Regions from separate parts of the Mus musculus genome. Here region 1 is linked to region 2. A link is a contact called in public Hi-C data. All regions are on one chromosome and are shown on one strand. The core of a region is the stretch at or near the end of the contact, and the rest is flanking DNA. Distances in the headings are between cores, read along the strand shown. Region 1 has its middle 20 kb from the start of Uso1. Region 2 has its middle 40 kb from the start of 1700063O14Rik.

Evidence for each region. A called contact is a pair of places that touch in the nucleus more often than the background predicts.
Region 1: a Hi-C map of muscle stem cells shows a contact between it and region 2, with 3 times the contacts expected there. The contact joins two enhancer-like sites. A contact is called at or near these places in 3 of 484 Hi-C or Micro-C datasets (the G1E-ER4 cell line, embryonic stem cells and muscle stem cells) and 1 of 9 other capture datasets (embryonic stem cells).

The regions. Positions count from the first base shown.
Region 1 is chr5:92,116,560-92,119,259 of GRCm38.p6, forward strand. It overlaps a transcript of G3bp2 not described here. Among named protein-coding and RNA genes, the nearest start is that of Uso1, 20 kb to the right of the region's middle. Within about 2 kb of position 1,417, at least 76 of the 459 cell types and tissues checked have an H3K27ac peak or open chromatin away from gene starts, as enhancers often do. A contact at or near this core is called in muscle stem cells, where this site is marked.
Region 2 is chr5:91,806,249-91,809,179 of GRCm38.p6, forward strand. It overlaps the pseudogene Gm5558. Among named protein-coding and RNA genes, the nearest start is that of 1700063O14Rik, 40 kb to the left of the region's middle. Within about 2 kb of position 1,628, at least 24 of the 459 cell types and tissues checked have an H3K27ac peak or open chromatin away from gene starts, as enhancers often do. A contact at or near this core is called in muscle stem cells, where this site is marked.

The DNA.
Region 1 (2,700 bases), core at 167-2,666, 310 kb after region 2:
CACACCTTTAATCCCAGCACTTGGAAGGCAGAGCAAGGCGGATCTCTGAGTTCAAGGGCCAGCCTGGTCTACAGAGTGAGTTCCAGGGCAGCCAGGGCTACACAGAGAAACCCTTTCTCAAAAAACAACCAACCAAACAAACAAACAAACAAAGAAATCAGTAGAAAGCAACAGGTTAAAAGATAACCTAAGTCTACCTTTAGCATGTGTAAACACCCACGCTAATACGTACACACAGACCACACACACAAATAAAGACTTAACAAAAGCCCAGTAACTAAGTATAACTTTTTATTGGAGAAAAATGTAATAAAAGACAGACACAATGATACAGACTCTGATCCCAGAAGAAACAACACATTGACACAGGTTAGATCAAAGAAAGCCATTAGGAAACCGACGAATGAGAAGCCTTTCCTAGCTTCTTTATAAAGATTCATTAGTGTTAGGATTCATTATAAACTAAGGTTTAATGAACCAAGTTTTTAAAACGGAAGATTGGGCCTTAGTCCTGCCAAACATCCGTTAAATCCGAATTTGTTCGGAGCACAACTGAGTTGAGTGAAGGAAGATCTGGGATCCTACACTAAATGCTGAATCTTGAAAATAAAAATGTAAACATTCTAATTTAACGAATTAGCTAATTGAATTTTACTGCGACTACTGGCTGCTTTCCAGCAAGTGTATGAGTGAGATACAAATTTACTTCATAGTAAATTCGAATGTATACGCAAGCCAAGCCTCATTTACTGAGGGGTCAGGACTGCCACAGTTTCCCTGAAAGGAAGAAAGCATCCCTTTCTACTTCAAACCAAAACACTAAAGGCCCTGGAACCCTTGGGAAGGCCGTGAAGACTGTTTCCCGTGCCTTGTCCCTTGGCTGAGTCTTGAGGAATCAGCTATCTACCTGTTATAGACAGTTTTTATCAATTTGACCCAAATTTAGCCATACCCTGCAAAAGAGAAACTCAATTTTAAAATTACTGGCCTGTGAGCATGTCTGTGGGACATTTGCTTAATTGCTAATCCCCGTAGAAGAGCCCAGACCACCAGAGACAGTAACATCTTTGGGCAGGTGGGCTTGGGTTATATAAGAAAGGTATGAACTGAGCAAGCCAGAGGGGAAAGACCAGTACACAGGTTTGTATTTCAGTTCCGGCCTCCAGGTTCTCCTGCCTTGGCTTCCCTCAGAAGTCAAGGTGCTGATTACAGCAATGGAAAAGCAAGCTAGAACACTAGCTATCTCCCTCTCTGGACTTGGTTGAGAAATTTTACGACAGCCCTTAGCAACACGGCTGGCAAATGACTTTTACATGACAGGAATAAAAAGCCAGTCTTCACAAAGTCCAGTAACGGTCAACAAGAGACACTCCTCGCAAGCCGAAGATGAACCTGGCGTGTACAGCAGATGACCAACAGTGACGTCATTCACAGCTGCTCTGGTTCAAGTCTAGCAGCCAGAGCCCAGCACTGTGATTGCTGAGTCTTGCCTTCTGGTCCACATTTAGAGGGGAAACAGTGCCTCCCAGAGGCCAACATGAAAGAGCAGCAGTCAACGTAAGACAAATGGCAGGAGAGGGAACAGACATCTGCCAGAATGGAATCACTTAATATTATGGTCCAGGTTATGCCCTCCATGGGGATGGTCTCCCATCCTAGTACTAACTAAGCCGGAGCCTGCCTAGCTTCCAAGATCATATGTGATTGGGCATGCTCGGGTGGACACAAGCACAGACTGTGGGAATCATTTCTACAAAGTTGAAGCGTGTCGTTTCATTTTTATTTAAAATGTGAAGGTTCCTTTTTACTGTTCACTCTTTCTTTTGTCAGTGTCATCTGTCCCATGGGCTTCCAACCTATTAGTCACAATGTACTGCAGTTCTGTCACCTCACCCTGGATTCGAACTTGAGGAAAAAACAAATCAGCTCTGATGACCTCTGGCTTCAGTTTTAAGCTAAAAGTAGCTGAGGTAGTCTGTATGGGAAAGTAAAAGCAAAGCTGTATTGAACATCTCAGCATATGCTGGCCTTGGGCTAAGTGTGATGCACAGCCTGCTACTTCTCTTTTAAGACAGCTTATATGAATGACAGCTCAAAAGAGCTGGTCTGGGCTAAGCTTTAGGCCACTGGAAAACCCAACTTGAGAGACCAAGAGGGCAGGAAGTCAGTCTCAATCTCTCCTTGTTCCCAAGGGTTCTGGCATGGTCACTTAGCTCTGAGACACTATAGAGACAACTGAGGAAATTCTCTGTCTAGGTGGATCCCTGATCCTACTGGTTAGTTCTCCCATTTCACAAAGATGATAGTTTAGCTGGGAAAGTAAGTGAAGTGAAGATGGTCATTGGAAGCAGCCAATAACTAGAGGCTGAAGTGGAAAAGCAAGGGGGTGGGGAACAGGGTGCAGGCCAGATGGAGAAATCCCCCATCAAACCTTGGTCCTTGTGCTCTGTCACCTGTCACAGTTACTTACTGCCCTTCTTCAATCATTTCCTTCTCCATGAAAAGGGCTGAGGGCTACAGACACAGCTCACTGGTATAGTAATTGCCTGGGATGTGGGAAGCACATGTTTGATCCTCAGTTCCCAGAAAACAACATGTCAAAGATGAAGCCAGACATAGTGGCTCATAATTATCATTCCAGCACTTAGGAAGCTGACACATGAGGATTATCACAATCTTAAGGCCTACAAAAGAATTCCC
Region 2 (2,931 bases), core at 378-2,877:
GTGTAGAGCCTCCTAGCCCTACTCCGCTCTCTGCGGGCTGGGATCCCCTTGTGCTCTGTAGCATGCATGTGCTAGGTCTCCATATTTATGTTCATCCTGCCAACTAGCACTTGCATTCTTTTTTTTCTTATTTAGTTTTTATTCATAATCATAAACTTAACTTTGCAATCCAGCTAGACTTGAAGGGGAAATGAGGAAAATATGGAACCCAAAGAACTTCAGTGAGAGCAGAGATGACAGGACATTGCGAGCAGATGGGGTAGGGACGCTCTCCTGAGCTACAGAAGGAATGGTTTGATGGGTAAAACGCCCGCACGTCAAAAGAAATTAGAGTTGTCCACAGTCAGAAATGGTGATCTTCTTGCTGGTCTTGCCATTCCTGGACCCAAAACGCTCCATGGCGTCCACAATGTTCATGCTTTCTTTCACCTTCCCAAAGACCACATGCTTGCCATCCAGCCATTCAGTCTTGGCAGTGCAGATAAAAAACTGGGAATCGTTTGTGTTTGGTCCAGCTTTTGCCATGGACAAGATGTCAGGACCTGTATGCTTCAGGATGAAGTCCTCATCCTCAAATCTCTCTCCATAGATGGACCTGCCGCCAGTGCCATTATGGCGTGTAAAGTCACCACCCTGGCACATGAATCCTGGAATAATTCTGTGAAAGGAGGAACCCTTATAGCCAAATCCTTTCTCTCCAGTGCTCAGAGCTCGAAAGTTTCCTGCTGTCTTTGGAACTTTGTCTGCAAACAGCTTGAAGGAGACGAGGCCCAAGGGCTCGTCATCATCAGCAGTGATGTCAAAGAACACGGTGGGGTTGACCATGGCTGCAGCAAGCGGCGAAAAGCGACAGTGGCGTCTGCAAAGCCTAGCACTTGTATTCTTATGTGGATCTCTGATGGCGCTGAAAACGATAGTCTGAGCCAGGCATGGTGACACACACTAGTTACCCCAGCACTTGGAAGTTAGATGCAGGAAGATTATGAGTTCCATGCCAGCCTGGGTTACATACTAAAAACTCTGTTCCAAAAGAAAAAGAAAAAAATCAGAGCTGTCGTCACTCAATAAAACATGGGAGACACTGACGGGTTTCTCTTCATTTTTCCTGGCTATCGTCCAGCTCTTATCATCCCTCCTTAGCCAAACTATTTTTACCTCTCGGTTTAGTCTTAACTAAAATTAAAGTTTCCCTGGGATCCTGTGCTAAATTAAACAACACATCCCTGCTTTTTCTTATGACAGTCTGAGTTGGGCTTGGGACTCCCAACCGAAACAACTCTGACATGTATAGATACTGAGCCTGAGCAGTGTTTCCTCACATACCTAGAATATGGAAGCGAGCAAATTATCTCTGCCTCCTGGTTGGAGCTATGACTTAGGTTATTCTTCGGAGAGTGAACCATGCAGGCAGAACATGGCCTGTTGCTCTGAAGAGCCTGAGACCACAGACAGGAGCTTGGGGGAGGGGGGAGGGGCACAAGCAGACACTGAGGCATGCAGAAGCCTCTGAAGCCCACTTCCCCAGGCTCATTCCCCCAGCGTGGGAACTGCCATGCCCTTCCCAGAGGATCAAATGCAGGGCTCCGGCAGTGATGGAAGAAGAGGGTCAAACAGCTCAGCTTCTTCCCAAAGCTGATGAATATTTTTAGGAGTGAGTGGAACTCATTAGTACCGTGACATTCCCAGTGTGGGTCTAGTCACCACTCTGCCTGTGGCCTTTGATGCTGGCACACCACAGCTGTTCTTACATGTCTACTCTGAGAGTGAGATCAGACACCTAGTCCTCCCCCGCAAGCCATCGCATGTTAGCCTGTCTCTTCCTCTGCAGGCTCCCAGAGCCTCCAGACTTGCCTTCCCCCCAACCCCACCCCCACATAACTCAGAGGGGATTTTCTTTTCTCTGTCTTGTATTTCCACAGCTTCATAAAACTCTACAGGATTAAGGGATTTCAGACACCGGTGCCATATTATACAACTTATTAAATAATTAATCATCTAAGCCTCAGCCTACATTCAAAGACGTGGAATGGGCACAAGGACAATGGGTCTTATTGGATAATGGATCCAATAAGACCCATTACGGGGCACCACAGATACTGACACTCTCCAGAGGAAGGAAGCCCCCACAGCCAAGTTGTGGGTATGCTGCTCAGAGTCACACTTGTGACAGAATTTGGTACCTGGATGCTGAGTCTCTGCACATAAGAAAGCAAAATGCCTTCCTTCCTTTGACTTCTGTGCACATCAGAAACATGAACAAACTAAGCAAGACAGAGTGAAGTCTCCGTAGCAGGGACATCTGATTTCCTACCTGGACCAAATCCAGGTGCCCAGGCCTCCCAATCAGTGGGGCCTGGCAGGGCTGTGGTGAACTTTCATGATTAGTTGCTGATTCTTACTGCTGTCAACACTTACTTAAGGATAATAATAATTCTCTCTTGGTTGTTGGTGATCTTTTGCTATTTGGTGGGGTTTTTTTTCCCTCTATTTTATTTATGAACCAAGATTTTGCATAAAACTTTTAGCAAGTTGTGACTGTTTTAAACAAGAATTATCTGTGAAACAGTACCTTGGAGATTTTGTAAGTTTTAAGAAATTTGGTCAGATGCCCCTCAACAGAAGAATGGATACAAAAAATGTGGTACATTTACACAATGGAGTACTACTCAGCTATTAAAAAGAATGAATTTATGAAATTCCTAGGCAAATAGTTGGACCTGGAGGGCATCATCCTGAGTGAGGTAACACAATCACAAAAGAACTCAAATGATATGTACTCACTGATAAGTAGATATTAGCCCAGAAACTTAGTATATCTGAGATATAAGAGACAATTTGTAAAACACATGAAACTGAAGAAGAACAAAGACCAAAGTGTGGACACTTTGCCCCTTCTTAGAATTGGAAACAATCACCCATGGAAGGAGTTAC